Regions from separate parts of the Mus musculus genome. Here all the other regions are linked to region 4. The links are chromatin contacts, called in public HiCAR-type and promoter capture Hi-C maps. All regions are on one chromosome and are shown on one strand. Each heading gives the region's core, a stretch centred on a gene start, on an enhancer-like site or on the middle of the called end of the contact. The rest is flanking DNA. Distances are from core to core; before and after follow the strand shown.

Region 1 (6,562 bases), core at 3,934-6,433, 2.1 Mb after region 4:
CACGCGTCCCGTGACACTTATTTAAACACTTTTCCCCTGGCTCTTCTTATAGATTAACTTTTCTGTACTTATTATATGACAGCATTATCCAGTTGGAAAAACAACTGAATACAATAAAGACCTTCTCACTCCTACTTTGGTTGCCTCTTTGTGTCTCCTGGAACACCACTGCATTGGGTATTAATCTGGGGAAAACCAACATCTTTGTGATAAGTTTTTACACATTTCTCAACACACTGCAACACTCTGACCTAGGAAACTTATTCCCAACCCACATGGCCAAGAACTTAAGCCTAGAGAGTAGACACTGTAGCCACTGCAAGCAGCTGTCTGCCAACCAGGGAGTCCCAGGAAGACAGAGGGTAGCTGTTACCTAAGGGACCTCCTCCATTAACAGCCGACTGGGACAGACCTCTTGGGGTAACGCTGAGAAAAGTAGAGAAGGGTCTGCTTCTCACACAGCCCCTATTTTGCCAAACAACAATCCCTCTCCACCTTATCATGTGGTTAGGATAAAACAAGCCAAAGCAGGTCACTATCAAAAACCACACAGGTGGGGCCAGACAGATGACTCAGCAGTTAAGAGCACTGGCTGCTCTTCCAGAGGACCTGGGTTCGATTCCTACCATCCACATGGCGGCCCATAACTGTAACTCAGGCTCTGGGGGATCTGACACACACATGCAGGTTAAATGCCAGTGAACATTAAACAAACAAACAAACAAGCAAGCAAGCAGGTGAGGCGAAGAGTTCAGGGCCAGAGTGATCACTTGGCCCTGGCTTTGACATTCAACAGTACACAAGCAAAGCCACGGGGCTGGAGTCAGGAAAGGTCAACATAAAAGCAGGAAGTGGGAAGGACAGGGAAAGAGTGCAAATAAGAAAAAAGTTCACCTCTAACAAACTAAAGCCAACAAACCGCACCGCACACATGCCATGCCTAACGGCCATTACAAGACCACACGATACTGTCAGTGCATACTCCAGTGTACATACATATAAACCTACACACTGACAGGTTAGCAGGTCCGGGGAAGCTCCCAGGCACTGAATGATGGCACTTCACCTCTTCCCAACTCCCCACCCCCCACCCCCAAAACACTGTCCCCTCCGGACATTCATCTTTATCTCCAACTTTTAGAATAGAAGGTCTCTCCTTAGGCTGCAAGTCAAGTCACCAGTGTACTGGAAATGAAGCTTTTCGGCAGAAAATACAAAACATACCCATTCAAAACAACAGTAAAAGATAAGGGGTCATTTTTATGTTAAGCGATGATATGTCCATGACTGCACTGAGAAGGTCAAAAGAGGGTTCAGATTCTGTGGCACTGGTGTTATTGGCGCTGGGAGCCACCCAATGTGAGTGCTGGGAACTGAAGTCAGGTCCTATGTCCAAGTGGAGCAGTTCATACTGAGCTGTCTGTCTCTCTAGCCCGCAAGGGGCTCTTCTTAATCAGAAGTGTGTCTGTGGAGAACACAGGCTCACCTTCCCCTGCCCCTTAAATGGGCCCCCCATGGCTAAGTGCATGTAGGGAATTACTATTTAGATACCTACAAGAAAAGAGGTCTTCCCGTGCTCAGTAAAGCCACACGTGAGCGTATATAGAGGCCTGTGGTCGATCAAAGGTCTCATTCCTCACGAGTCATATGCACTAGCTTTAGAGACAATCTCTCGATGGAGTTTGGTACTCTCTGTGTGCCTAAGCTGGTGGCCATCAAGGCCAGCACTAGAATGGCCACTGCATGACACGGGAGCTCAGATTTGGGTCTTCACTGACTGTCTCCCCGGCTCCCCTGACATTTTTTTTTTTCAAAAGACTTTATCTGTATCCCAGGATGTTCTGAAGCTCACTATGCAGCGCTCTCTCAAAGCTGCCGCTTCTCCTGCCCCGACCTCCTGAGCACTGGGACTTCAGGGGTGAGCCACCTGTCAACTGTGCACCCCGGGAGTAGGTGTACACAAAGCTTCTCAGAGCATAACTGTGGCATAACATAAACTATCTGGAAACACCGCAGCTCCCTCGCTCGCTCGCGCAATCTCTCTCTCTCTCACTCTCTCTCTCTCTCTGCCCCACAGCAATTCCCTCTGCAGTTATCCTGGTGAAGCTGTGCCTTACCTTCCTTCCATGTTTAGGATACACACCAGCTCATCCTCAAAAAAGATCTCTGGGCCCTCAAGGTTTTCAATGTCACTGAAGCCATTACAGGGGACCTGTGGAGAAGACACACACAGGAGGCCTCAACCATGAGTTAGCGTGGCTGACCCTGGCAGACACATAGCTGAGAGTCCCAAGGGAGGGAGGCCACACATAGAGCAGTGACAGCGGCTCTTACACACAGCCTCCTAGGGCCTCCAGGGCAGAAAGCAACCAACATGGCAGCCACGGCACATTCAGACCTGGCACCCGTGGCTACAGCCTCACACTCACACAGTCCGAGTTTCCGAGCCTGCTAAGGAGATAGATGTGTGTTAAGTGGATGGTATGTGTGTAGAAGTGGTGGTCCATTAAGACTCTTGGGTTAACATCCTGGGATTTTTCCCAGTTTCCCTTTTGAAAGCAGCCAGTGTTTCAGGTTGATTTGTGTGCACATGGAGAAAACAAGAAAACCAGTGTGCTGAGCCAAATTGATCACCCATCTATGCATCCACCTCTAACTGTGCCCCTGCTGCGTTCAAAGTCCACCACACGTTCTAATTAAGTAAGCAGTGACACAGGGAAGGGGGGGGAGTAGAGTTCACCGATCCATCATTATTAGAGAAAAGCACACACAACCACAGGTGGATCCCAGGGAGAGCCTGTGAACCAGTGGCTTGTGACTAACTGTATCCCACATGCCCCGCATCAAAACACCTGTGTGTGCGCACATTTAAGCCAGGACTGAACACTTGTAGTTACTGACTGGCAGGGGCACTGTTCCAGACTGAACCAAACCTTGGTTCATTCTGCCGTTAACAAGCATTTCTATAAACAAATTGGGGGGTGTCTATTTGTAGTTCCCATTGGGGACTGAGTTAAAAATGTGTTCAAAGTTCAGATCTGCTCTTTCAAAACTTGAAACGCCTTGAAAACGCTGCTCATAAACTCCTTTAACAGCAGAGTGGGAAATCAGAACTAACCTTCAGAAAATAACCTTCACCAACCTAGAAGAACTAAACAAGCACTGTCAGCTACACTGGTCGGCTCACAATCTGCAGGGACTGGAAATACGAGAGGGGACAATTCCCTAGCCCTACAAAAAGTAGTGAATGGAACGGACACCGATTTCCATGGGACATTTCTGGACAAGGGAGAAAAACAACGACTAACTCCGAACCTGAAAAGAAACACACATCTCAGCCCTTACAGAAAAGCGACACACGACTCGAGCCAGGCTTGAGGCTGCCTCCTGGGAATCGCAGTCCTCAGGAGGCTGGACGGGAGTTCAAGGCCAGCCTGGGCCGCATAGTGAACCTCCTCTCTCGGAACAAAGAGCCACAGTGATAAACAGAAATGCTCAATGGCTAGGAGCAGCTACGGCAGCTTTTAACCTTGGTTCCTTAAAAAGGCAGTTCCCTGCACGGCATGCACTTCTGCAGCCTCCCTGGGAAACAGGCACCAAGAGGTTGACAGTGCATAAAGCGCCTAACAGTCTCAAAGAGTAAGGCTTCTCTGGACCTAGTGGACACCGCCCTGTGTCCCTTTCCGCTCCTCAACACCCCACTCCCTCTGGCTTTAAAAAAAGTAGGGCTAGCAGGGACAAATGGCTCCGTGTTGTTGGACGGGAGGAGAGGGGACACAATGACTCTTATAAGCATGCAAGCAAAGGGCTGTGTGAGCAGTGAAAAGGGAAATAGGAACAAGAGCTGAAAAGCTATGGCAGGCACACACGAACGAGCGCGTGCGCGCACGAACACACATACACACACACACACACACACACACACACACACACAGAGCATGACCAAGCCTGATGCTTACGTGCTCTGAAAAGAACCGCTTGGAGAAGGAAGCTACAATCTTCCGGGCTTCTAACCCAGCTTTCTGCCGAACTTTATATTCCTCTAACCAATTGACGTAGTCGGTGGGGCTGTAGTGCTTCATCAGGGAGGGCCACCTATAAGGGGGGGGGGGGGAGAGAAAACACCCTTTCTCAGCTCCGCAGAGACTGCAAAAAACCACGGAGGAGTCTGCGGGCAAGGGGGGGGGGGTGGACTTGGCAGAGGCTCTAGTTGCAATAATCATAGCGTATGCAATGCATTCCCTCACTACTCAGATGCAGTGACCTTGGCGTGGCGACACGAAAGGCAGCGTTTCTACCACCAGTAGCCGCCGCCCCCCCTCCGCCCCCCAATCTCTGCGCTGGCCACAATCACAGTGATGCTAACGGTTCTCGTGGATGGCGCGCCTCCCTCAGCATCAGGCCCTGCAAACCCGGGCCTCATCTTATTTGATTCCCCATAATGGGAAAAAAAAAAAAAGGAGGGGGGGTCTCATCACCGACCAGGAGACCCAGGCTCTGGAGAAGGGAGGTGGACCGACATCACCCCCTCCACCCCCAAGGTCACGAGCTGGACTGGCAGGTCCGATGCCGGCATCCTAAGGAGCTAGCCAGGAATGCACGCACCGCTGCTTTGCCTGCACGTCAACATCCTGCAGCGGCCACAAAAGATGCGCCTCCTCCTGCAGCCGGGAGGCGCGTGAAGGCCGCAGCCCCCCGGGGCGGAGCGCTCCGGAGGCCCCGGCCTCGGGCGGCTGCCGCGACCCCATCGGAGCTCCGGAGGGGGCCCCCCGGGCTGCAGGCAGGCCTTTGTCTGCGGCCGCGGGAAGAGGGCGGCGCGCGGCCCGGAGGCCCGGAGGGTGGCGGGGTGGGGCCCCACGCGAGGCCCGGCGCCGAGGGGCTCTGCGGGTCCCGGGAACGGGATGCTCGCTCACCTCACCCGGAACTGCTCCTTCCACACCTGCCCGCTGCTCTGGCACACCTCGCGCAGGCGGCGGCAGGTGCTGGACACGCGGCCGATGTCCAGCGCCGTGAGCGAGCCGCTGCACAGGATGTACTCCAGCACCTCGCCCGGCAGCTGCACCAGGCAGCTGGGGCCCGTCGCCTCAGCCGCGGCCTCCTCGGCCAGCGCCGGCACCACCTCCATAGCGCTGTCCCCCGCTACCGACGCCATCTTGTCCGCGTACCTGAGGGGGCCGCTGTGCGGGCGGGCGCGCGCGCGATAGGAGCCTAAGAAGCCGTACCACGCCCTCAGGGGGAGTGGCTGGGAACGCCCCGCCCACGCCAGGGGGTCCCGCCCACTCCGCTTGGAGGACTGGGAAGAGCCAGAGGCGAGAGCTGGCTGCTGCTGCAGAGATAAATGGTCCTTTCGCGTCCTGATTCTCCCAGGGGCATTTTTAAAAATGATAGCTGGGTGCTCGTCTTCGGCAGCGCAGATACTAAAACTGGAACGATGCAGAGATTTGCATGGATGCTGCGCCTAGGATGACACGCAAATTCGGGGAGGCGGTGGCACCTTTGATCTCCGCATTTAGGAGGTGGAAGTAGGCAGATCTCAGAGTTCGAGGCTAGCCTCAGCTATAGAGCGAGTTCCATGACAGCCAGAGATACACAGAGAAACCCTGTCTCGAAAATAAATATATCGAGGTTGCCCGGGCAGTGGTGGCGCACGCCTTTAATCCCAGCACTTGGGAGGCAGAAGCAGGTGGGTTTCCAAGTTCGAGGCCAGCCTGGTCTACAGAGTGAGTTTCAGGACAGCCAGGGCTACACAGAGAAACCCTGTCTCGAAAAACAAAACAAAACAAAACAAAATTGCCCTTTGGCCTTCACCTTCTCGATGGGACATGAGTCCACATAGACAATAACTAAAAGTTAAAAATGACTATGGTGGCTTACTTCCTAATTCCCAGCTCTCAGGAGACCGAGGCACGCAGATCAAAAGTTGGGCTATCTATATTAAGATCCGATCTCAAAAGCAATTTGAGACAGAGTCTGATGTAGTCCACTCTGGTCTTGAATTATGTATTGGAGAAGGACCTTGAGTTTCTGGCCCCCCTGCCTTTACCTCCCATAGCTTGTATTAAAGGCATACACCACCAAGATGTACTTCAGAGGTGGTAGTGCGGGGGTGAAACCCAGGGCTTGGTGCCGGTTAGCCATGCACTTTACAGCCATGCCATAGTCCCAAAATTAAGCTGTTGAAAATGGCTATCTTATACCAAGCACTTCCTGGAAGTGATTTGGCCTTCTCCACGGGTGACTCACTCTCCACTGGGTACTGAGGCAAGCATACTATTTGTTTTTGGGGACCCCTATTTCTAGCTCTATGATGGTGTGGAGAATAGTAGTAACCCCTGAATCTATGTCCTGATTTGAAGCAGGTCGAAGTATCGTGGGGAGCTCTCCTCTGTGTGACTGGGCTCCTTCAAGCCGCTGATCCCTTTGACTCTGCCTCCCAAAATGCTGAGTGTGATTTTAGAGGTGTTCATGGTGTCTGCTTTTAATTGTCTTCCACTCAACAATCCTTCATGATTTGGGGGACATATATGCCCTCTCTGGCAATACAACAATTACCATATGCTCT
Region 2 (7,485 bases), core at 1,470-3,969, 2.8 Mb after region 4:
ACAGAGGTGGAGGCAGGAGCATGGCTGGCAGCAAGCTTGGTAATCCTTCCTCCTGCCGAGGGATCTTTGCATTGCTAGGCTGAGCTGTCAGCTTGGAGAGATTTGTTTGGATGGTTGGTTGGTTTTGGTGGCTGGAGAGACTGCCCAGCCGTGGGTGCTGGGAACCAAACTCTCATATTTTTTGGCTGTGAGCCTAGCTTTTAATGGCTGAACTCTGGTCTCTCCAGGCCAGCTTGGAGAGTTTTGACTGGCTGCTCCATCATAATAATCAGCGCTCTGTGTCCATGTCACCTTCTTGGTGACATTGCTAACTCAGCAGGGTGACTAAGTCGCTGTCCTTTAGCTTTAGTCATTTAGCTTTCTTTACACTAGGGAATTCTGGGTTGAGTTTGTGGTTAGCATGCATCTGGGGTCTATTTCCTCCTCAAACCACCTTGCCTGTCTGTCACTAGTCACCAGCCATAAGCAGTTACTGAACCCCTGAACTGTGGAAGTCTATTAAGACTATAATACGGGGCTGGAGAGATGGCTCAGTGGTTAAGAGCACTGACTGCTCTTCCGGAGGTCCTGAGTTCAATTCCCAGCACCCACCCACATGGTGGCTCACAACCATCTGTAATGGGATTGGATGTCCTCTTCTGGTGTGTCTGAAGACAGCTAGAGTGTACTCACATGCATGAAATAAACAAATCAATCTTTAAGAATATAATACATGGAACTGGAGAGATGGCTCAGCAGTTAAAAGCACTCGTTACTCTAGCAGAGGAACCTGCGCTGGATTTCCAGTACCCAAATGGTAGCTCACAATTGTCTGTAACTCCTGTTTCGAGGGATCTGATGCCTTCTTCTGGCCTCTGCAGGCACCAGGTGCATGCATTGTGCAGACATCCATGCAGGCAAAACACACACATAAAATATAAAAAAGTAAATCTAAGAATAGTTTTTAAAAATTATAAAGCACACACCACACTGTAAAGCCTTAGCGGTAACGATGGCTCAGCTGTTACAGCTGCATAGGAGCCGCTTTGCTGTTCCATCCCCAGAACCACCTGGAGGCTCACAACTCTTTGTAACTTGGTACAAAGGCTCCGACGCCCTCTTCTGGCCCCCTCAGGCACTGCACGCAGCACGTGGTGCAGACAAACTGGCAGTTAAAACGCCCACACAGAAAAATTCTTCCGTCTCCAAAACATTCCTATAATTTTTGTTTCATGGCATAAATTAAACTTGAAATATTTTAGATACGTTATCCTTTTTAATTTCAACTGTTGCCTTTTTTTAATGTGTCTACGTTTAAATTACATATTGCTATTATATTACTCTGGGCCAGCAAGGACCCAGAGGGTGCCCGGCACATACCAGATAATAAATATTTGTTGAATGAATAAATTAATTGTAACCACCGTTCTACTGTTTTCTACTGTAATCCTTTTACAATAGACATTATTCAGTTTGAAAAGAGAGTAAAACTCTGGCCTAGTGTCTGGCCTTTTTAACAGTAGCTTGGTAGCTCCCAACAGCTCTGCCCACCGCCTACCACACAGACGTCAATCACTAGGGAAAAACTCTGCACTGGAAAAGATTCCGGTTTAAAAAAAAAGTGTGTGTGTGGGGGGGGGGAGGTGGTCTGGTCACAGATTGCTTTGAGATACAACTTTGAGGCATCAATGGAAACGAAAACGGAAGCTATAAAAAGAGTCACAGAAGAAAACAGTAGGGGCCATTTAAACAGAATTCTATAGGGAAGATACTGAAAGGTTTTAATCTAGATGGAAACCCGGGAGAGGAGCTGCCGCGACACCTTTCCCTGAAAGCCTGGCTCCTGCAAACAAAGAAATGTCATTTCCTAAATGCAAAGGGGACACCACCCCAGGGAACACCTGCCTTTCCAACAACCCCATCCGGCCCTGCCAGCCCTCTGGTGCATCCGAGTCCTCCAGACCTGGGTGAAGCTTCAACTTCACCGGAACAAGTCTGAGCCCTAGGCCTTGACTCTTAAAATCCCCCTACGGAATCTGTCTTTCAGCTCCGGTATTTGGGGACCCTGGAGTGTGGCGACAGCCCCCTCCCCCAGGTCCCCAACCCACGCTACTATTCCGTGATCAGGACGCTGGGACAAGAGCCCTCCAGGGAGAAGCCCCGAGGGGCTGCAGGTCTAGCCATCCCTAGCATCTCTGCGCTTTTCCAGGCGGCCAGCAAGTTCATCCCGTGCTCTCACTTTGAGCTTTCGTGGTGACAGCTGTGGACCTCACCCACTAGGGTGTCGGGACCTACGTGTCACCCCGGGGCAGTGTCCGGGGCCCCACCCCGTTCCCAGGCACCCACCCAGCGGCCGCAGCTACTACCGAGCCGCGATGGGCGCTGAGGCCAGAAGCCCGGCCATGGCGCAGGCGACCCGGGGACTCTGGAGCCATCCCAGTCCAGTGGGCTCGCTCAGGGACGGCGGCCGGTCCCCGCGGTGGCAGGAGGCCGGCTGCCGCAGCTGACAGCGAAAGTGAAACAAAGCTGCCCTCCCCGCCTCGGTCGCCGCCCCGCCGCGGCCGCACTCACCTCCGGCCTCCATGAGGACGCGCGGCCCGCCCCAGGCGGCGGGCGCCTCAGCCCCCAGGGCCGTGGGCCTTCATTCCGCGCCCGCCCCGCCGCGGCCGCGCCCGCCGCCGCCACCACCGCCGCCAATGCCGCCGCCGCTGCCGCCCGCAGAGGCCATCAGCTGCTTCCCGTCACATGGCGGCCGGCGGGGGCGGGGCCGGGGCCGGGGCGGAGAGCTCGCAGGGGAAACGCTGGGGATGCGGGGGCGGAGGCGGAGTGGGCGGCGGGCGCGGGACGCGGAGCTTCGAGGGGGACGCCGAGCTGTGGGGACGGAGGCGGGAGGCGGGGGGCGGGGAGCGGGGGGGGGGAGGGAACGCCGGACTAAAGGGACGCGGAGCCCGGAGGAAGCGGGGCTAAGGGGACCCGAGGTGGGGGGGAACACTGGGCAGAGCAGACAGAGAAGGGGGCAGGGGAGCCCCGGGCAGGATGGGGTTGGGGGTCTCCGAGAGCATCCAAAGTGGAAACCTAAAATTGGAGCGAGTAGAGATGGGGGTGGGGCGGGCAAGGGCTGGGGGTGTCGTGGAGAAACCTAAGGGACTGCTCGCTCGCTCGAGGCTCAGGGAAGCTGCCCGGGTCATGATGCTGGCTGGGGGGCAGGGAACTGGGGATCCCAGCGGGAGCTGAAATGCTGGCCTTGACAACGGCCCCAGCGGGAGGGATGCTGGGAAAGCCAAGGGGGAGGAACTAAGGGGAGAGGAGGTCAAGGTTAACCCCCACACACCCCGAGATTTCCCTCTTCGTGTCCTCAGATGCTAGTGCCTCGGGTCCTGGTCCTGTTTGTGTCGGGTGGATTTAACTTGGAGCCAGGGTAGGAGAAAAGGGGTTTTAAGTAGTTCCTGTAGTTGTTCCTTGGCTTTGGACTTTCTCATGGGCTCTGTAATCCCCTGGTAGTGTCCTGTCACCACCCCACCCACCACCCACACTCAAGGTCGCTCCAGTCCCTTTTCCTGTTTCCAGCCTGGACTTTTTTTTCTCCAAGTTCAATGTCCCCATTTCCTTCCCTTTTGAGTCATAGATCTCTTTGTAATGTGGAGCCAGGGAAGGAAAAGTGATGGGTTTAAGTCTGCTCTCCCATGTTTTTTGAGCTGGAACGGTAGGAACCTTGCTTCTACATTCTTGCTTTGTATGCGTCTCTCTTCCACTTAGCGTTTAGTCCAGGCACACTATTCATGACCCAGTTCTCAGGTCTCCTAGAAGATACCCGCGGTTTATCAGTTGTCTGTTTTGAGGACACACACACACACACACACACACACACGTTTTCTACCTCCCTGTCCCCTTTCTCGTTCTTCATTCTTACTTAACAGCCTCCCTTAACACACTCGATATCTAAAGGCATTTTTTTTTAATGGCTTGTTCCTCACCCTTACTCAGCCCCGGGGTTCCCGTTTTATTTCTGATGTCCTTCCTGATCGCCTTAGATCCCAATTCTATTCTCCAGACTTAACTTTCCACTATTTCCCAGTTCTTTTTAACGTGTCATGTTTCCCCCATCTCTACCATTTTCTCATCAGTGTTCTTTGTGAATATATTGTGGAGGCCAACGGTATTGTCCCTAGTATGTCACCACTAGGGGTGTGTGTGTACATGTGTGTGTGTGTGTGTATACATGTGTGCATACTTGTGTGGGAGGGGTGGTTTTGCCTGCACATACTTTCCAGGTCTCCAAAGAAAACAGAAGAGGACATGGGATTCCCTGGAACTGATGGACAAATGATGTGAGCGGTCCTGTGGGCAATGGAAATTGAGCTCAGTCCTCTGCAGAGCTGCCAGCGCTATCACCGAGCCATCCATCCCTCCAGCTCCTCCTTCCTGTGCTTCATTTCCCAAATGCCATTTCCTGCTGTCTTTAGGGTCTCATTTTTAATGGTTTGGTTTGTTTCTATTTTAAGGCACTGGAGACTGAACCCATGCATAGTTAAATAAACACTCTATTGGTGAGCTACGTCCTTTACTGTACTTAGGCATTCAGCGTGCACAAGTCAAGTGGTAACGGGGACAAAAGAAAACCACCTTTACAGCTCTTTTCTTCCAAATGGCTCTTTAAATGCCCGTTTACGTATCTTCTGTTTGTGTGTGTGTGTGTGTGTGTGCGCGCGCGAGCGCAGCTAGTTGAGAGATCCCGTGGCATGTATGTGGACACCAGGGCACAACTTGTGGGAATATGTTCTCACCTACCATGTGGGTTCCAGAGATTGAATTTAGGCTTGGAAATAAATACCTTTACAGGTTGAGTCACCTGGCTGGCTAGCTAGCTAGTTAGCGCTGATGTTTCTTTAGACAAGGTCTCTTTCTGTAGCCTGGGCTGCACTCAGTCAATCCCACACAGTCCTGCCTCAGCTTCCCAAGTGCAGGGATTACAGGCATGAGTCTGAACCCCCACTCTTTACACCCACTGGGGAGGCATAAATCAAGACCATAGAAATGTATGTTTTTTAAAAAGTAACTTTATTCCAAAGTCTTAAAAATGTATAACCTTAGAACTAATTTCTCCCAATTTTTTTCCTACGAAATGGTAAGGTCAACCACGTTGACCCATCTGCAGTTTTTCTTTGCAGTAGCTGGTAGCCAGTTCTGTGGTGAGAAGTTTGATTGCTGTACCCAGTGAGGAGGATACCTTCTATATCTTTTGAGTTTGAGGCCAGCCTGGTCTACAGAGTGAGTTCCAGGTCAGCCAGGGCTACACAGAGAAACCCTGTCTCGGAAAAACAAAAAAACAACAACCATGAAGTGGTTTTCTTCCCAGTTCTAACAAGTGGAGTTCATCAGTTAACTAATACATGCAGATAAGAATTATTTTTTTAAAGACCAATGCACAAATTGTACTTTGGCATTTAACACATATGCCTTGAGATCTGGGTATGGATGGCATCAACGGAAAGAAGGGATGTGGGCTCCAGTTTTTAACAAAGCCTTAAAACAAAGCCCTTGGTGCCTGGGCTCCAAACTGAACTGCCCCTTTATAAATGTGCACACAGGCTGATAAAATAGACAGTGGTAACTGGCCAGGGCTTGAGAACAGCGGTCGGCACCAAGCCCTTGAAGCTCTCATTTGCTAGTGGAAAAAACCCTCAAGTATTTCCTACCGCCAGGTGTGCACATAAGAGGAAGTTACGGGAAGCACCGAGTGATCTCACCAAACATTCACCATGTTCCCAGATAGCCGCTTCCCCTCTAACTTCTCTTTTAAAGTTGCCTCTGAGTTGCAGACAAACTCAGGAACTCTTGTCATCAGGCTTCAAAGGAAAGACCAGCTCGAAGGACTGAAGGCAACCTGAGTATCCCACCACGAAATGACAGAGTGCCTGAGGCACCACTAAGCAAGAGAACAGGTCATAGCCATCCCCAAGGGCTCCCAATTCACAGCCAGGTGGACTCCTCCACACCCTGACCTCAGGGTGGGCCACAAGGGGAGCGGTTTCTTCACTTTAGCCCCTGCATTCAGAGAGACCAGACAACCTCTCCCACATCGTGCAGGTACTTCTGTTAACCAGCTCCACAGGAAACCTCCGGCCCCAGTGTTAGGAAGTCCTTAAAGCCTTAGATCTTGTCCTGTCTGAGCAGGATGTGCCCAAGAGATGTACCCAAGTACAGAGTGCAAATTTCAAGTCAGATTTTCATGGTTAGTACAGACCTACTGCACCCTTAGAAGATCCCTGACTTCAGAATGTTTAGATGAAATTTTAAAAAAATAAAATAAAATAAAAATCCCCAGAACCCAGCTGTCCCAAGCTAAAGTCATCACCCACTATTTTCTTTTGAAACTTACTGGCCCAGTAAGTAGGATGGAAACATATACTCCCATTTCCAGAACACAGACACTAAGTCCAAATGGACCGTGTGTCCAGTTCGTTATCAGGTGATGCTCTGTTAGCACAGGAGACATGAGGAAAGAGAAGCCTTAGGTTCGTCACTTAGGCTTTCATAACCAGATGCAGCTCTGCCTGTACACCGTGAAGGAGAGGAGAGGTGCAATCCTCTCTAGGGGAAAAAGCATAGTTGGGGTGGGCGGAGCTGAGAGTCTATAATGATGGCCCCTGCAGTAGCTCTGTGGAACCCCTCCCTAGGCACTCCTACACCCCGAACTACCTCCTCCATCTCTCAGGAGCCTGGAAAGTAGGTACTGTTTCAGGGGTGTTCTTGATAGGAAAACAGACGCAAAACAATAAAAGAATTCAAGCCTTGGGCCCAAATCCAACTGCCTTTTGGTAGCTGACCCCTCCCCTCTGCCAGGAAGGTTCCTCATGTCCATATTCGTGTTGGGTAAGCTGTCTACAAACCTTGACTAATGGCACAGTGCACAGGTACCAAGTGCCCCACCCCACCCCAGTCCCCAATCAGTGTCTGTCACAGTACATCACCTGGGTAGAGTCAGTATCACAGCCAAGTGGGCCCCTCAGACTCCACTACGGCCACTGCAGCTTTGCCCCACACCGGCTGCTCCTTCTCAGTGCACTTCACACTGCTGAGGTGAACCCACACCAAATGAAGTCAGTGGGAGATGACAGACGGAAGAAGAGATGCTGTGCCTGTGCTGCAGAGACCCCAGCAGTCCCTAACACAAGCTCCCCAGGGCAGCACGGTGAGATGGGGGGCAAGACAGCACCAACAGTGAATCGTCCTCTTCATCAAACTGGCTTGCCATCCTCTTGAACAATGCCACTCTGCTGCCCATCACTGTCATCTGTCGGTGCAAGAGATGGAACTGAGTGATCTCACCGGCAGGGGAAGTGTTAACCTTCTGTCTCCTGTCATCTTGGTGACTTGTGAGCCCCAAGAACTGGAGTTCATAAAGGAGGTAGGGCAGGGAGTACAACAATCTTCTTTTTGTTTTGAGACAGGGTCTCATGTAGCCCAGGCTGGCCCCAAACTCACTATGTAGCTGAGGATAACTCA
Region 3 (7,126 bases), core at 1,876-4,375, 2.7 Mb after region 4:
CACTGCTTTGCCAATCACATTGTGTCTAGTTGCTGATGCTCTATTCTGCCCTTGGAAACTGTATAAAAACTCACCAAACAGGCTGCCTGGGGGTACCACCTCTCCTTCGGGTGCAGGATGGAACAATAAACTCCTCTTGCTTTTGCATCGATCCCTGGCTCCACGTGGTTAGGGTCCCTGGTGGCTAAGGTTCAGTGGAGTCTTACAGACATGGTCTTTGAGATTGCAAAAGCTCCCAGAATCCATTTCCAGGTCGTTTGCTCTCCCCAACCCCCACTTATGGTTGGTGTCTCAAATGCAAAGTCTCAGCTGCTGCTCCAGTGTTGTGTCTGCCCGCTGCCTTGCTCCCAACTGTGACAGCCATGGAGTCACCCTCTGCAACTGTAATCAAGCTAAATGCTTTCTTTCTTTTTTTTTTTCCAGACCTGAGGACTGAACCCAGGGCCTTGTGCTTGCTAGGCAAGCGCTCTACCATTGAGCTAAATCCCCAACCCCACTAAATGGCTAAATGCTTTCTTATGCTAGTTGACTTGGCATGGTTTTTCTTCTTAGCAATAGAAAAGTAACCAAGACAGCCAAGCCTCCTAATCCTTTTCAAACAGTTCTACCAACTGGGGACAAAGTATTCAAGTAGATGAGCCTGTGGGGGCCACTCTCATGGAAACCACCACACCAACCCTTTCTTTCTTTTTTAAAAAGATTTATTTATTATGTGTACAGTGTTCCGCCTGCATGTATACCTACATGTCAGAAGGGGGCACCAGCTCCTATTCCAGATGGTTGTGAGCCACCATGTGGTTGCTGGGAATTGAACTCAGGGCCTCTGGAACAGCAGACAGTGCTCTTATGCTCTGAGCCATCTCTCCAGCCCAAAGTTTTGTTTGAGATGGAAAAAATATATATATATGAGAGAAAGAAAAGGTGAGCAGAGAGTGGCAGGAGGGAGGGAGTGTGGCATGTCCCCAATGTGTTAGCTATGTGGCTGTGTTGATCCCTCACAGCCATCCCTGTTATCAGTGTAGTGCACTGTGGCACTGTATCCTGTGCTTGCCACAGAGAGAAGTTATCATCAAAATCACCCCTGAGCCAAGTCAGGAGCATGGCATGTTAGTGATCTAAAGAACCAGTATTCACTCAAGTTGGCCTACAGAGGAAGCAGAGAGGCGGGGTACTGTCATCCTTGGAGTGCCATCTGATCTCCTTCTTCTGTGATGTGTTCTGTTTTGATTGAGACAGGGTCTCCTTTATTGCAGTGTTGATAAAAATCCCTTGTGTGCTGATAGCATTCCATGGGAGGGGGCATAAATGATGTCTACCCCTCCACCTAAGATTCCAGTGACAAACCGGGGCATGAGTCTACTGCCATACTTCATTTGGGGGAACCAATGAATTTATTGGGCTTCCTTACAGAGCATAGGTGAGGAGTACCTACAGGAGAGTGGGTTCTCCTTCCTCCAGAGATGGGATGGTACCAGAAAAGATTTGGCCAGTGGACAGCAGCTGGGCAGTGGTGGCACACGCCTTTGATCCCAGCACTTGGGAGGCAGAGGCAGGCAGATCTCTGAGTTCGAGGCCAGCCTAGAGAAAAAAAAAAAAAAAAAGATTTGGCCAACAGGGTAAGGGTTTTCCCATAGCTGCTTAGATAAAGACCTCTCTCCTAGTCTTTCTTAATCTGAGTACTCTAGTCTCCTCCCCCCACCCCTGCCCTCCAGGCAAGCCATGTGCAATTAAGGCAGAGTTGCACACAATAAATTATAGGGAGCCAGTGGATACTCAGGTGAGGGTCTTCCGTGAGGGGATGTAAACGGTCAAAAAGTCCAGCTAAGGTAATTCTTTTGTAAGTGGACACAGCTGAACTCCCCCAGATGGCAGCTGCTTGACTCCAAAGGTAGTTAAGTACACCACCAGGCTGGCCATGAGCTGGATATGCAGTCAAGGATGATCTTGCGATTCAAACGGCCAAGCTTGACAGCTAAGTTCGATTCCCAGGACGTCTGCATAAGAAAGAAGACCAACTCTTGAAAATTGATGCACATGGCCTCCACATGTGCAGCGAGGCACACACAAATTAATTAAAGTTAGTTTTCTTTCGAGTTTTTAAGACAGGGTCTCACTATGTAGCCCTAGCTGTCCTAGAGGCCACTCTGTAGACCTTGAACTCACAGAGATCCATCTGCTTCTGCCTCCCAAGTACTCGAATTAAAGGCATACCTGGCTCAAAGTAAAAGCTAAAGATGAAAATAAAATTGGTCACCAGGCAAACGGTGAAGCTCACATTTAATTAATCCCTGCACTTGGGAGGTAGAGGCAGGTGGATCTCTGGGTTTGAGGCTAACCTGGCCTACAGAGTGAGCTTCAGGATAGCCAAAGATACAGAGAGAAACCCTGTCTCAAAACTAATCAAATAAATAAATAAACAAACAAACAAATAAATAAATAAAATTGGTCTGTAATCCTCTTACTGTAGGAGAAAATGCATTTGTGTGTATAAAACACAAATGTTTGTATGTATTTATATGAATATATGTATGCATGTATGTGTATATATGTAACTGTATTTATGTGTATATATGATTGAATGTGTATGTTCTGTGTGTATATATATGTGTGTGATATACATGTATATGTGAGTATATATGTATGCATGTATGTATGTATGTATGCGTATTAACTGTGTATTTGTGTATACTTGTGTGTATGTATCTGTATGTGTATGTGAGTGCAGGCGTATATCTGTTTATATGTATGTGAATGGGGATGTATGTATATGTATATTTGTAACTGTGTGCATACCTGTATATGTACGTGTGTCTCTGTGTGTGTGTTGCTGGTTATGGAACCGAGGTTGCACTGACCACACACCTTGCTGCTCCTTGCGGCTTGCCCCTGCACTGACAGGATCGGGCCCTGGTGAGGCCCGCGGTGGCTCTGGCTTCAGCGCGCGGTCACCCTGGACCTCGTGCGAGGAGGCTGAGACAGCCGACTCAGGCGGTAACTCCGCTGCAGGCCGGCGCCTAGGGTTACCTAGCAACCAGCACCTTAGCAACGGGGAGGAGGCGGGCCGGGGGACGGAAGCCGGAAGCCGGAGGCGAAGCCTCGCGAGGGTTGGTTTGCGCGCGGACTCCGAGTGCGGCGGGTCAGTGGCAGGGACCCGCAGCATCTGTCAGTCATGACGGCGGCCGCGCCTTCGCAGCAGCGGCCCGCGGCGGCCCGGGCCCGGAACCTGCCCTGGTAGGAGCGGCCCCACATCCCGCTTCCCGCTCTTCCTCCTAGGAGCTTTGCAGATCCTTCCCCGCTCCCGGCCTTGGCGCCGCAGCCGCTCCTCCGCTTCCATACCTGAACGGGCTCTGAGCTCAGCTTAGCCATCCTCGGGGTCCTCGAGCATCGCCTCTGCGCTCCGATGACCCTAATAAATTGATCCTGGGTTTCTTTAGAAAGGTTCCGAGGACGGAGGAGTGGGTAGGCTTGGTTGGATTCGAACTCGTGTCCGAATTCAGCGCTTGCACTCTATCCCCTCTTTATTTGCGGGGGAGGGACCGTAGCAGCGCACCCTGGTGGAGGTCAGAGGACAACTTGCAGGGACCTGATCTTCCACCCAGGGCCCCAGCGCCTGCATTCTGAATGGCCCTACAGCACCTTAGCGGTGTTTTAAATGAAGCAAGCCTAGCCATGCTTTCATTTTCTTTTCTTCTGGTCTATCCTGAGGAGGAAGACTTGTCTCAGGCCACACGGTATTTAAATTCTCAGGACTGGAGTCACAGACCGTGTGGCCTTTTGAGTCTGGCTTCTCGAACTCAAGGGTTTTCTGTTCTGTAGCATGGTTCAGCACTCGATTCCCTCTTGAAAGCCACATCATAAGTGGATTGCCCGTTCTCTTGCTTATAGGTATTTGAGTATGAGTTCCGTTTGCGCAGTCTCAGCGCTGTTGGTGAGGGGCAAGGGGGAGCTGTCCTGCCCACTGGAGGATGTTAGCAACCTCCTGACTCCTACTCAACAGATGCTGCTAACACCCATTGCACAGTTAATACAGATAACTGGCCTGACCGATGTCCCCTGGGGGGACAGAACAACTCCTGGTTGTGAGAGCCAGTGCTCTGTTCAGACGCGAAGGGTTTCTCTTCCTCTGCTGCTTAGGATGTGAAGGGGCTTCTTTGCATGTAACAGAACATGGCTTGAGTATATAGATTGTAACTTAACGGTGAATCCTATTTCAGGGTTGAGAAGTACCGGCCACAGACCCTGGCCGATCTCATTTCTCACCAGGACATTCTGAGTACCAGTAAGTATCTGTCTGTTGCTGCTGTCCTTGTGGAGGGTTGGGTCCATTTCGTGATGACGATGTCTCTGCTGGGTGACCCTTAGAGGATGCTCTGAGCCTTTATAGAACCGGCCATGTGTCGCCTTCTCCATAGTGTACCAAACTGTCTCAAGATCTGTTTGGTTTTACTGTTTAGGTGTTTTGTTTACACATGAAAGTGTGTGCACCTTGTGTGCCTGGCTCCTCCAGAGGCCAGAAGAGGACCCTGGATCCTGTAGGCAGTTGTGAGCTGCTATGTAGGTGCTAGGAACCAAACCCAGATCCTCTGCAAGAGCACCCGGCTTAACTGAGGCACCTTCCCAATCCCCCCATGTCCCAAGAAGACAACACAGAAGAGGGATGGTTGATTTTGAAGAGGTTTTGGTTCACAGTGCTTGGCTCTGTTGACTCTAGACCCTTGGTGAGCACAACTTCGTGGCAGTGGGAGCACTCTGCTCCAAAGTGGACAGGAAGTAGAGAGCTAAAGGGGTGGGGGAGCAAGCAGTATGACCCTCAAAGGCACGAGTTTGGTGACCTGACTCCTCCAATGAGGCTGTGCCTCTAAACCAGTGGCTCTCAACCTTCCTAAAGATGTGGCCCTTTTAATACAGTTCCCCATGTTGTGGTGACCACCCCCCCCCACCATAAAATTATTTCATTGCTACTTAATAAATGGAATTTGGTACTGTTACAAATTATAATGTAAATAAATGTCTGATAGGCAGGGTATGTGTGCGATATGTAGCTCCTAAAAGTGTCGAGACAGGTTGAGAACTTCTGCTCTCAACTTAATAGACCCTCCCAAGATAGCTAGTGTGGAAGACAGATAGACAGACAGACAAACTGTGGTGTGACTTCAGGACTTCCCCTCCCTGTCTACTCCGACTAGGACACTGAAAAACTGAAGCATATCTGGATTTAGCATAACCAGGTCCTAAGGTGATTGTGTAGGACCCAGAGACTGACACATGTCACCCCTTCCTGTCCCTCAGTTCAGAAGTTCATCAGTGAAGACCGCCTGCCACACCTACTTCTCTATGGCCCTCCAGGGACAGGAAAGACATCCACCATCCTGGCCTGTGCCAAGCAACTGTACAAAGATAAAGAATTTGGCTCCATGGTCTTGGAGGTGAAGGAGACACTCTCACTCCACAACAGCTCAGACCTCCAGACACTTAACCTTTGTCCTTCTTTTATTCCCTGACCATCTGAGTCCTGGCTGTGTTTGACCAATGGGATCTTGTGTGTGTTTTGGGGGGAGTTGGGGGGTGTCAAAATGGGGGATACTGCTTAGACTTGCTAGGGCATTAACACCTGGCAGCCTCTACTTTCTGCGGGGCCAACTTAGAGGTTGTACCCTGCCCACACAGCCTGCTCTACCTGCCCACAGCTCTTGTTGAACCCCTTAAGATTTCGTGGTGATAATGAATACTGCATATCTCTTTAGTTTAGGCTAGTGGTTCTCAATCTTCCTAATGTTTCGACCTTTTAATACAGTTTGTTATGATGTGGTGACCCCCAACTATAAAATTATGTTCATTACTACTTCACAACTGTAATTTTGCTACTGTTATGAATTGTAGTACAGTTATCTGTTTTTTTGATAGTCTTAGGCAACCCGTGAAAAGGTCATTCGACACCCCTTGGGGTCAAAACCCACAGGTTGAGAACCACTGCTCGACAAACACCTTTAAAAATGTCTCTTCATCAGGATCTTCTTAGATTACTGCTCTGAGCCATGCTGTCTGTGAACTCTTGGGACCTTGGCTGACAACCTTAATACCCTTAGGTTACAAAAACCTAAATGCTGTATTTGAAAGAAAAGCATTTGAGGGACTGGAATGTAGCTTATTTGATAGAGTGCTCGCCTACTATGCACAAGGTCCTGGGTTTGATCCTTAGCATAATAAACAGACTATACACCTATAATCCCAGCATGCAGGAGGTGGAAGCAGGAAGGTCAGAAGTTCACGGTCATCTTAGGCTATGTGAGTTCAAGGCTAACTTGAATACAGAAGACCCACAATCAGAAGAAAAGCATTTGACTCAGGCAGTGGATCTGAAGCTTAGCCCCTTGCTGTCCAGAGTTCTTTCTTTGGCTTATTCAAAGCACAGTAGCCTGCAGGTGGTGAGAACTAAAGTTAACATCAATTGCTCACGGCAGAGGTCCTGGGTCAGGGTCACCAGGCCGTGTTTATTTCCTACATTTTTGTGGATGATCCTTTTAGGATGTTGTGTGATGGTATTGTGAGGCTGTGTACAGGGTTTTTGATGATTGTATCTTAGCTGTCATTAGACCTGAATGGCTGGCTGACACTTCCAGCCACTAGCTTGTAGCTGGCACAGGGTGTGACTGTCACAGCATCCTCTCTTCCTCCTGTAGCTGAATGCTTCTGACGACCGAGGGATCGATATTGTTCGGGGGCCAATCCTCAGCTTTGCCAGCACAAGGACAATCTTCAAGTAAGAATTACCTGTAGGATTTCTCTCCCTACAGGTCTTAGTGCGGGTTAGGAGGGACACAGCCTGGCTGTTCGGTCCCCCTTGGCTGGTATAAAGGGAAGAAGGGAACACCTGGACAGAAGCAGGGGTGGGCCAGCGTTTGAGAGGTGGGGATGCTGGGATAGAGGACTCCATGAGCCTTGGGCTCTGTGGGGGTCCTCAGCTGGGAGTCACATCCAGTACTGAATGAGCTGGTCTCAGTTTAAAACAGGGATAAGAGATAAGGAAGGAGGACTGACATGGAGCTCAGTTAGGCAAGGAGGAGGGCGGTGAGATGGTTCAGCGGGCTAAAGCACTTGCCACCAAGCCTGATGACCCAAGAGTTCA
Region 4 (7,346 bases), core at 4,002-6,501:
GAGCAGCAGGAGCCCTTCCAGAAAGCTTTCCCAGGCCCTGTCCTATCTCCTTGCCACACCTGTCACCACACATGCCCCACTGGGAACTACCTGCCTTGCCACTCTGCTCTCACCAGGATGCCCCCTGCACAGGTGCAGAGATTCTTGGGGTCTTTTCTCACTGCTGTGTCCCCAGTCCCTACAGCTGTGCTTGGCATACTGTATATGCTTGGTGACTACTGGCTGAGTCAGGTGACCAGATCTGCCTGGGGGGAGACACACCAATGAGTAGGCTGCCCATTCAATGGCTAGAGGGTAGCACCTGGTGGCCCTTTCCTTCCGAGTCCTGCTTGACCATGTGTAAGGGACAGATGACATGGTTCCTGCCCCTGGAACAGAGCCAGCAGGGCATGGACTCTCATGAGTGTTGATGGTTGTTGTATAATAATATATATATTTTCATCTTCCTCCTTGGAAGAATATCCTCTCTGTCAAGGTTAAGGACTCCATGATAATCAGAGACAGCATGAGTCTGGGAGGCGAGGGTGTTTCTATGTCTCAGCAAAATGGTAGAATGCTGTGACCTTCAGGACAGCCCTTAAGGCTGTGGGAAACATCTCTGAAAACATGAGCTTGAAAATATATAGTTTCTCAACTGTGCAAAAACATAAGGATGCTCTTGAAAAACCAACATATGTGTGTGTATACATATATATGTATTATATATATACATGGATTGTGTAAGGAGCAATATGAATTGTGTAAGGAGCTTCACAGATCTAAAGCAACAGGGGCAGCTGCACTATGAGCCAGCTTGTCAGGAAGATATAAAGGTAGGCAGATACAAAGGTAGGCAGGTTCCTGAGTTTAGAGTCAGCCTGGGACATAGGGAGTTTAGGCCCAGGTCTAGGCCCAGGCCCAGGCCCAAGTGTGGTAGGAATGGTAATTCCAGAGCAGGGTATCACCCAGCTATCTTATTGCCCGTGCTTGTGCTGGCTGTCTCTAAGAATCAGGGGGCTGGGATCATGGGAGGCTGGGATTCTGAGAGGCTGATTCATGGGATAATCAAAAGGGAACCTCGGGTAATGAGCAAATTGATATATATAAAAAACTGGGCTTTGATTTGCAAGAGATGAGATTTTAGAATTGCAAAAAAAGTTGTCTTGATAAAAAAGCTATCTGGAGATCAGAGAAAGCAGAACATAGAACAATCTGGAAAGCTATCTTGGGCAGAACATAGGCTGTCAGTTTGTAACTTGTAATTTGACTGAGTCGTTTGTTTCTCCGCTCCCTGATACCCCTTCTCTCGGGAACCCCTCTCCAAGCCCAGGCTGGTCCTTGGCACTTTTCTTAGCCCATGTCACCAGAAAGTGTCACACAAATTGTCCTTTGTATGTCTGTGCCAAGTATATGGTACTTGTGCCCATCAGGCCAAGGCCAGGCAAAGGCCAGAAGGCACAGCACTCCCGGGACTCACACTCACCTTCAGGGTCCTCTCTGGCTGGCTCCTCCTCACTCTCCTGCCCAGAGTCAGAGTTGGAGTCGGAGTCGAAGTTCAGATAGTCACTTGATGCCTTGGTTTTTGCTTTTGGGAGCTTGGCCTCCAAAGCGTCGTTTGCCCACGTGGCCACTTGGGTCCTCTTCTGATGAATTGACAGGAACTCCTGGAACTTGGCATCTTCCTTCAGCTGTGGCAGGTGGAAGAGGCAGGAGGAGGGACAGGAGGAGGGAGATGAGGCAGCGCTTCAGGAGGCTCGGTGTTCCAGCCCTCCTCCCTCTCAGTGCTCACAGGCCTCCTCCTTCTTCAGCCACACAACACTCACCCTCCTCCCTCTCTACCCACAGAATACTCACCTTCTCCAGGTCACTGGGCCCTTTTTTCTTCTTGTCCTGAAAGTAGAAGGCAGACGGGCTCACGCCGATGCTGGGCGTACCCACCTTCCAAAACCATCCTAAATATACTCCCAACTCCTTCCCAGCCAGAGACCACCCTGCCATCACTGGGCACAGGGCTGGGGGTACTGCCTACATACCTTTTTAGTGTCTGAGGGAACGGAGTCTTGCGACGGCTGCTTGGGCTGACTTGACTTCTGGGCATGCTTGCTCCAAGCTCGGGGCTTCGATGGGTCTCCAAAGGACTTGCAGAATTCGACCTGCATGGGAAAGAGAGCTGGCTTCCACAGCTGCTGAGGTCCCTAGGCACGTGTGCATCCCCTTCAGCACAGGAGTATGGGTTTCCCAGAGTGCAGTGGTCGCTGACCTGCTATCTGCTTTAAAGCGAATCACTTTCATTCCCAGCCTAGACACTGCCCCCCAAAAAGTCATGCTGCCATTTACAGAAGACTAATTCTGTCTCCCAGGCCATCCAGAAGAACGTGACAGGAAATGCTATTGTCCCCTGGGAGTCAGCCCCTGCCTAGTACAGGGCAACAGGGAGCAATGGCCACAAGTCAGGTGACTATTTACCACAAGGCAAGTTCAGTTACAGCAGAAAACAAGCCCAGGGTACCAGGGACAGTTGGGTGACCAGAGGAGTGTGGAAGAACGCCTGGGACCACACATGAACTGATTCATCCCTCTGTTCTGGTAACTCCACTACATCCTCTGAGGCAGCCTTTGGGAGGGCACTCCCACAAGCCATGCCCAGATGGTCTAGGCTGTTGCTGGTCAGCAAACTGCTTTCTCCTAGGGATGGATGCCCCTGTAGAAGTAACTGCGCCTACCAGTTCTATCACACTTATCACTCGTGGTCAGGGTACAAAGGTCAAACAACGTAAAAGAGTGAAGAGTTAAAAAGTACTTTAATAATTCAGAAACTCGGGGAGGGCCCAGTGAGCAGTGGGCCGACTCTCAGGCAACGATGCTCAAGCACTTGAAAGCCTGGGTAGTCCTGAGGTAAGGCAAACTCTACGGTGGGCAGGATGAGACTCGCTCAGACTCACGGTGATCCGGGTCGTGTCAATAAAGCTCCGGTGGAAATGGTTCAGTGCTGCCTGGGCCTCCTCCTCCGACTTGAAACCTATGAAGCCGAACTTTCGGAACTTGCCGTCTTTGGTGAACTTGAGGCTGCAGTCGGTCAGTGTGCCAAAGGCGGCAAACAGCTGCCGGAATCGCTCCTCCTTCATCTAGAGCAGAAGGATATAATGAGAGAGAGGAGGGAGAAGGGTCCCTGGAGCCAAGAGACAAATAACCTAGAGGGCCTGGAGGGAATCCTGAGATGAGCAGGTGACAGACCTTGACTTTTTTAAGGGTGGCCAGGTCCTGGCTCAGAGCCTGACACCCGCTGAGCACCCCTGAGCAGGCCATTCAGTTCTTTAATAAGGAAATGGAACTTCAAGGCACCTCAATTGGTCTCTTCTCTTTCTTGCCCTGTCCCCGTTGAGGAAGACATCAATTACAACTTCCATCCTGAGGCTGCCACAACAAACAAGATACCCAACAGAGGCTTGTCCAAATAAACAAAGACAAGGGAAGCTGTGTAAACGTTTGCTTACCTTGGGAGCCAGCGAATAATGGAGCCCATTAAAGATGCCCACACCCTGGTCCCCAGCACCTGGGGTTGCACTGTAGAACAATTACAATGGGGAGTGCAGCCCCATTGGGCCTCAAACTAGAGATCTGCCTGCCTCACTTCCCAGCCCCAGCAGGGGTGTCCCATTGCACCCAGATATTTCAAAAGAGATATTTTTTCAGGTGTGTTTTAAAACCTGGTGATAAGGCCAGGCGTGGTCAAGCACACCTTTAATCCTAGCACTCTGGAGGCAGAGGCAGGCAGATTTCTTTAGTTTGGGGCCAGCCTGGTCTACATAAATGTTAAGTTCCAGGACAGCCAGGGCTACTAAATGAGATCCCGTGTCAGAAAAGGACAGAAACCCTGAGATGAGGCTAGGTATGGTGGGGAGGCAGAAGCAGGTGTTCAAGGTCAGCCAGGGCTACAGATTTAAGAGTCTGTTTTTTTAAAAAAGCATCCCCCAAAACAACAAACAAAATCCCAAATAGGGGAGATCATCTTGGGTCTCCCTTTTGGGGGGGATGCATATGATATCCCACATACCAGATATTTACGTTATATTCATAATGAGAAAATTACAGTTATGCAGTAGCAACAAAATAACTTCATGACTAGGGGGTCACAACAGGAGGAACTGTATTAAAGGGGGGCACAGCATTTGGAAGGTTGAGGACTGCTGTTCTGGGGGGCACATGGTCCCAACAACAACAAAACAAATTTAATTAATTTATTTATTTTTAGCCACATCATCTTGCTATGTAACCCAGGCTGGCCTTGAACTCGCCACCCTCTGCCTATGGAAAGCTGACAACAGGTGTATGCACCACCACACTTGGCTTTGAAGTCTAATCTTGCTCTGTGATGGTGAACCAGTAAGCATTCTCTAGTCTGTTCCCTGTTGTGACACACATCAAGGATACAAAGCAATTTGGGGGGCGTGGGCTGGAGAGATGGCTCAGCAGTTAAGAGCACTGACTGCTCTTCCAAAGGTCTTGACTTCAAATCCCAGCAACCACATGGTGGCTCACAACCATCTGTAATGGGATCTGACGCCCTCTTCTGGTGTGTCTGAAGACAGCTACAGTGTACTTACACATAATAAAAAAATAAATCTTTTAAAAACAAACAAAAAAACCAAAGCAATTTGGGGAGGAAGACCATTGATTTGGCTTATGGGTCTCCATCACAGTCCGCCATCCAGGGAAGTCGAGGCAAGAACCGACGCAGACTTACTTGCCCCGCCAACATCTGTACACAGCCCAGGGACACTTGCCGAGGCGTGACAGCACCCACAGGGGGCTGGAACCTCCCACACCCATCACTCCTCAGAGCACCACAGGCTGGTCCACAGGCATATGGACGCAATAACATCCAATGAAGTTCCCTCTCCGTAAGTGACTCCGGTCTGGGTCAAACTGACCCAAACTGCCCAGCACAACATGGAAGGATCCTCAGAATGCTCGGAAGCCACTTTGCGGCTTGCTGAGCCCTCAGGACAGGGTGCCGCCTCCTTGGATTCCGGACCTCCCCAGTCCTGTCCCTGACTTAGAACCCCTCCATCCTTCACCCTCCATTCCCGGACCTCTGCTTCCACTTCCGGGCCCCATCCCCGGCTCCCGCTCACCCCATTCGGGAGGTTCTTCACGATCAGACGCGACATGGCTCTCAGGTTCCCTTCGCTTTTCAGACTCACGACCCCGGCGACAGCGACTTCCCACAACTTTCACGCCGCCACACTGGGCGCCGCCATTTTTAGCGAGTCACGTGGCCCCCGCCGCGTTCCATCCGGAAGTGGGTGTGGCCTCACGGGAGACTCTCTCCGGGGAAAGTCCCACCCACAAGGCGGGGTTGGCGGGGACGGGGGAAAGGCCCGAGCGCTCGCGTTTTCTCCGCCAGGTCTTGGGGCCTCTAAATCCCCGCAAGGAAGGCAGGAGGCGCTGATGTCCAACCCCCTCGGGATGACAGGCTTCTGGGAAAGAGCAGAGAGCCTAGAAAAAAAAAATTGTTTTAAAGGTAAAGGCAAGCGGATCTCCGAGTTCCAGGATAGCTAGGGCTGCACAGAGAACCCCCGTTACAAAAATAAAATTATAAAGGTTTATTTATTGTGTAAAGGCGTTGAACTCAGAAACCCTCCCGCCTCTGCCTCCCAAGTGCTGAGATTAAAGGTGTGCGCCACCACTGCTCAAATAGATTTTCTTCTTCTAAAAGACATTTTGCTCCATCTCCCCATATCCTTTCTTGTTACTGTTGGCAGCTTTATTGAGATACAGTCCAGGTGCCACACAATTTGCCCACTTAAAGTGGACAACTCCAGTTGGCAAGATGGCTCGTCAGATAAAGGCACTTGTGGGCAAGCCTGACAGCCTGAGATTTCCCTCCCCCCAACCCCCCAACCTTGGTTCTTCGTAGTGGGAGGAGAGAACCAATCTTAGAACATTTTTTATTGAAAAAAAAAAATGCAGCTAGGCAGTGATGGCGCTCGCCTTTAATCCCAGCGCTCAGGAGACAGAGGCAGGCAGATCTCTGAGTTAAGGCCAGTCTGGTCTACAGAGCTAGTTCCAGGACAGCCAAGGCTAAACCATTTTTTTCAGATAATTTATATAGATATTTTTAAAGATTTATTTATTATTATATGTAAGTACACTGTAGCTGTCTTCAGACACACCAGAAGAGGGAGTCAGATCTTGTTACGGATGGTTGTGAGCCACCATGTGGTTGCTAGGATTTGAACTCTGGACCTTCGGAAGAGCAGTCGGGTGCTCATACCCACTGAGCCATCTCACCAGCCCCCAGATAATATATTTTGATCATGGCTTCCCCGTCCCACCAGCTCCTTCCTGCCTCCCCACCAACCCAGCCCCCAGTCCTTTTGTTCTCTTTAGAAAGAAAACAGGCAAACAAAACAAACAAAAATGAAGGAGAAGGAGAAGAAGAGAATGAAAGAGAGACCACAAGAAACACCCCACACAGTCAGAAACCATTATATACAAGCAAAAGACCAGTCACCAACTTCCCGCCTTCTAGGAACCTAGAATCTATCTGGCATCTCTATGGATGTGTTACTTTCTTGGCTGATTTTTCTCTTCACATATTGTTTTCAAGGTTAATCCATGTCTCTGCATGAATCATCCTTCACTCGTTACCCCTCCCCACACACACACACACACACAAGTGTCAAATGTCGGACTCCAGTATGTTTGTGTATCCAACCATCTGTCTAAGGCATCTGGGTGGATGTACCCCATGGCTATTGATAGTAACATTGCTGAGAACGTCTGTGTTCGTGCCTGTCTCTACGTGGACATGTGTCTTCATTCCTCGCCGGCACAGTCCTAGGTTGGGGTCCCCCCCAGGTCTTTAGGAACTGGGTTTTTTTTTTTTTTTTTTTTTTTTTTCCGAGACAGGGTTTCTCTGTATAGCCCTGGCTGTCTTGGAACTCACTTTGTAGACCAGGCTGACCTCGAACTCAGAAATCCGGCTGCCTCTGCCTCCCAAGTGCTGGGATTAAAGGCGTGCGCCACCACCGCCCGGCCTTTAGGAACTTTTAATCAAATAGTTTTGCAAACTGTCTGCATTATTATGTTTTTCTGAAGGTTGCGTATGAAAAGGTTCATTTCCCGTCCTTCCGTTCTCATTGGTTCTTTTTAAATTACGCCCGCCTCACTGTCTGTTACTGCATATTTGATTGGCCGGAGCGGGTAGCCATCTTTGTCTCTGAACCCACTCCATCCCTGAGCTCCAAGACCAGCTCAAGCACAAAGCCCTAACCAGCATCTTCCTCTATGAGCTCCAGATGCAAGGAGCTCACGTGTCCAACAGAGCTGCAGAGCTGCACCAAGCACACAGAATTTACCGC

Evidence for each region. HiCAR-type assays count read pairs that join an accessible place to other places. Capture Hi-C pulls out chosen DNA fragments and counts their contacts.
Region 1: a promoter capture Hi-C map of liver shows a contact between it and region 4, with 5 times the contacts expected there. The contact joins the promoter of Fbxo21 here to the promoter of Rbm19 in region 4. A contact is called at or near these places in 5 of 39 promoter capture datasets (embryonic stem cells, liver, pre-B cells and 1 more), 1 of 15 datasets of contacts at CTCF or cohesin (large pre-B cells) and 2 of 9 other capture datasets (adipose tissue and liver).
Region 2: a contact with region 4 is called in a HiCAR-type map of astrocytes, with 5 times the contacts expected there. The contact joins the promoter of Wsb2 here to the promoter of Rbm19 in region 4. A contact is called at or near these places in 1 of 39 promoter capture datasets (embryonic stem cells) and 1 of 115 datasets of contacts at active chromatin or transcription factors (astrocytes).
Region 3: a promoter capture Hi-C map of adipose tissue shows a contact between it and region 4, with 3 times the contacts expected there. The contact joins the promoter of Rfc5 here to the promoter of Rbm19 in region 4. A contact is called at or near these places in 1 of 39 promoter capture datasets (liver), 1 of 484 Hi-C or Micro-C datasets (B cells) and 1 of 9 other capture datasets (adipose tissue).

The regions. Positions count from the first base shown.
Region 1 is chr5:117,975,391-117,981,952 of GRCm38.p6, reverse strand. Fbxo21 (F-box protein 21) reads right to left here and starts at 5,183. Exons shown (of 12, transcript NM_001346588.1): 1 at 4,914-5,183; 2 at 3,960-4,095; 3 at 2,118-2,212. The coding sequence starts at 5,152.
Region 2 is chr5:117,352,539-117,360,023 of GRCm38.p6, reverse strand. It overlaps Wsb2 (WD repeat and SOCS box-containing 2), which reads right to left and starts at 2,719. Exons shown (of 9, transcript NM_021539.5): 1 at 2,551-2,719. The coding sequence starts at 2,563. It overlaps Gm42012 (a long non-coding RNA gene), which reads left to right and starts at 3,164. Exons shown (of 2, transcript XR_878716.2): 1 at 3,164-3,397; 2 at 4,251-4,534. Vsig10 (V-set and immunoglobulin domain containing 10) reads right to left here. Exons shown (of 10, transcript NM_001033311.3): 10 at 5,018-7,273. The coding sequence ends at 7,218.
Region 3 is chr5:117,385,022-117,392,147 of GRCm38.p6, reverse strand. Rfc5 (replication factor C (activator 1) 5) reads left to right here and starts at 3,125. Exons shown (of 11, transcript NM_028128.1): 1 at 3,125-3,231; 2 at 4,215-4,279; 3 at 5,290-5,426; 4 at 6,681-6,760. The coding sequence starts at 3,170. It overlaps Gm15728 (predicted gene 15728), which reads right to left and starts at 3,026. Exons shown (of 2, transcript NR_166496.1): 1 at 2,863-3,026; 2 at 688-1,994.
Region 4 is chr5:120,114,418-120,121,763 of GRCm38.p6, reverse strand. Rbm19 (RNA binding motif protein 19) reads right to left here and starts at 5,251. Exons shown (of 24, transcript NM_028762.1): 1 at 5,115-5,251; 2 at 2,922-3,104; 3 at 2,013-2,132; 4 at 1,834-1,869; 5 at 1,463-1,667. The coding sequence starts at 5,150. Gm10390 (predicted gene 10390) reads left to right here. Exons shown (of 3, transcript NR_045793.1): 3 at 1-668.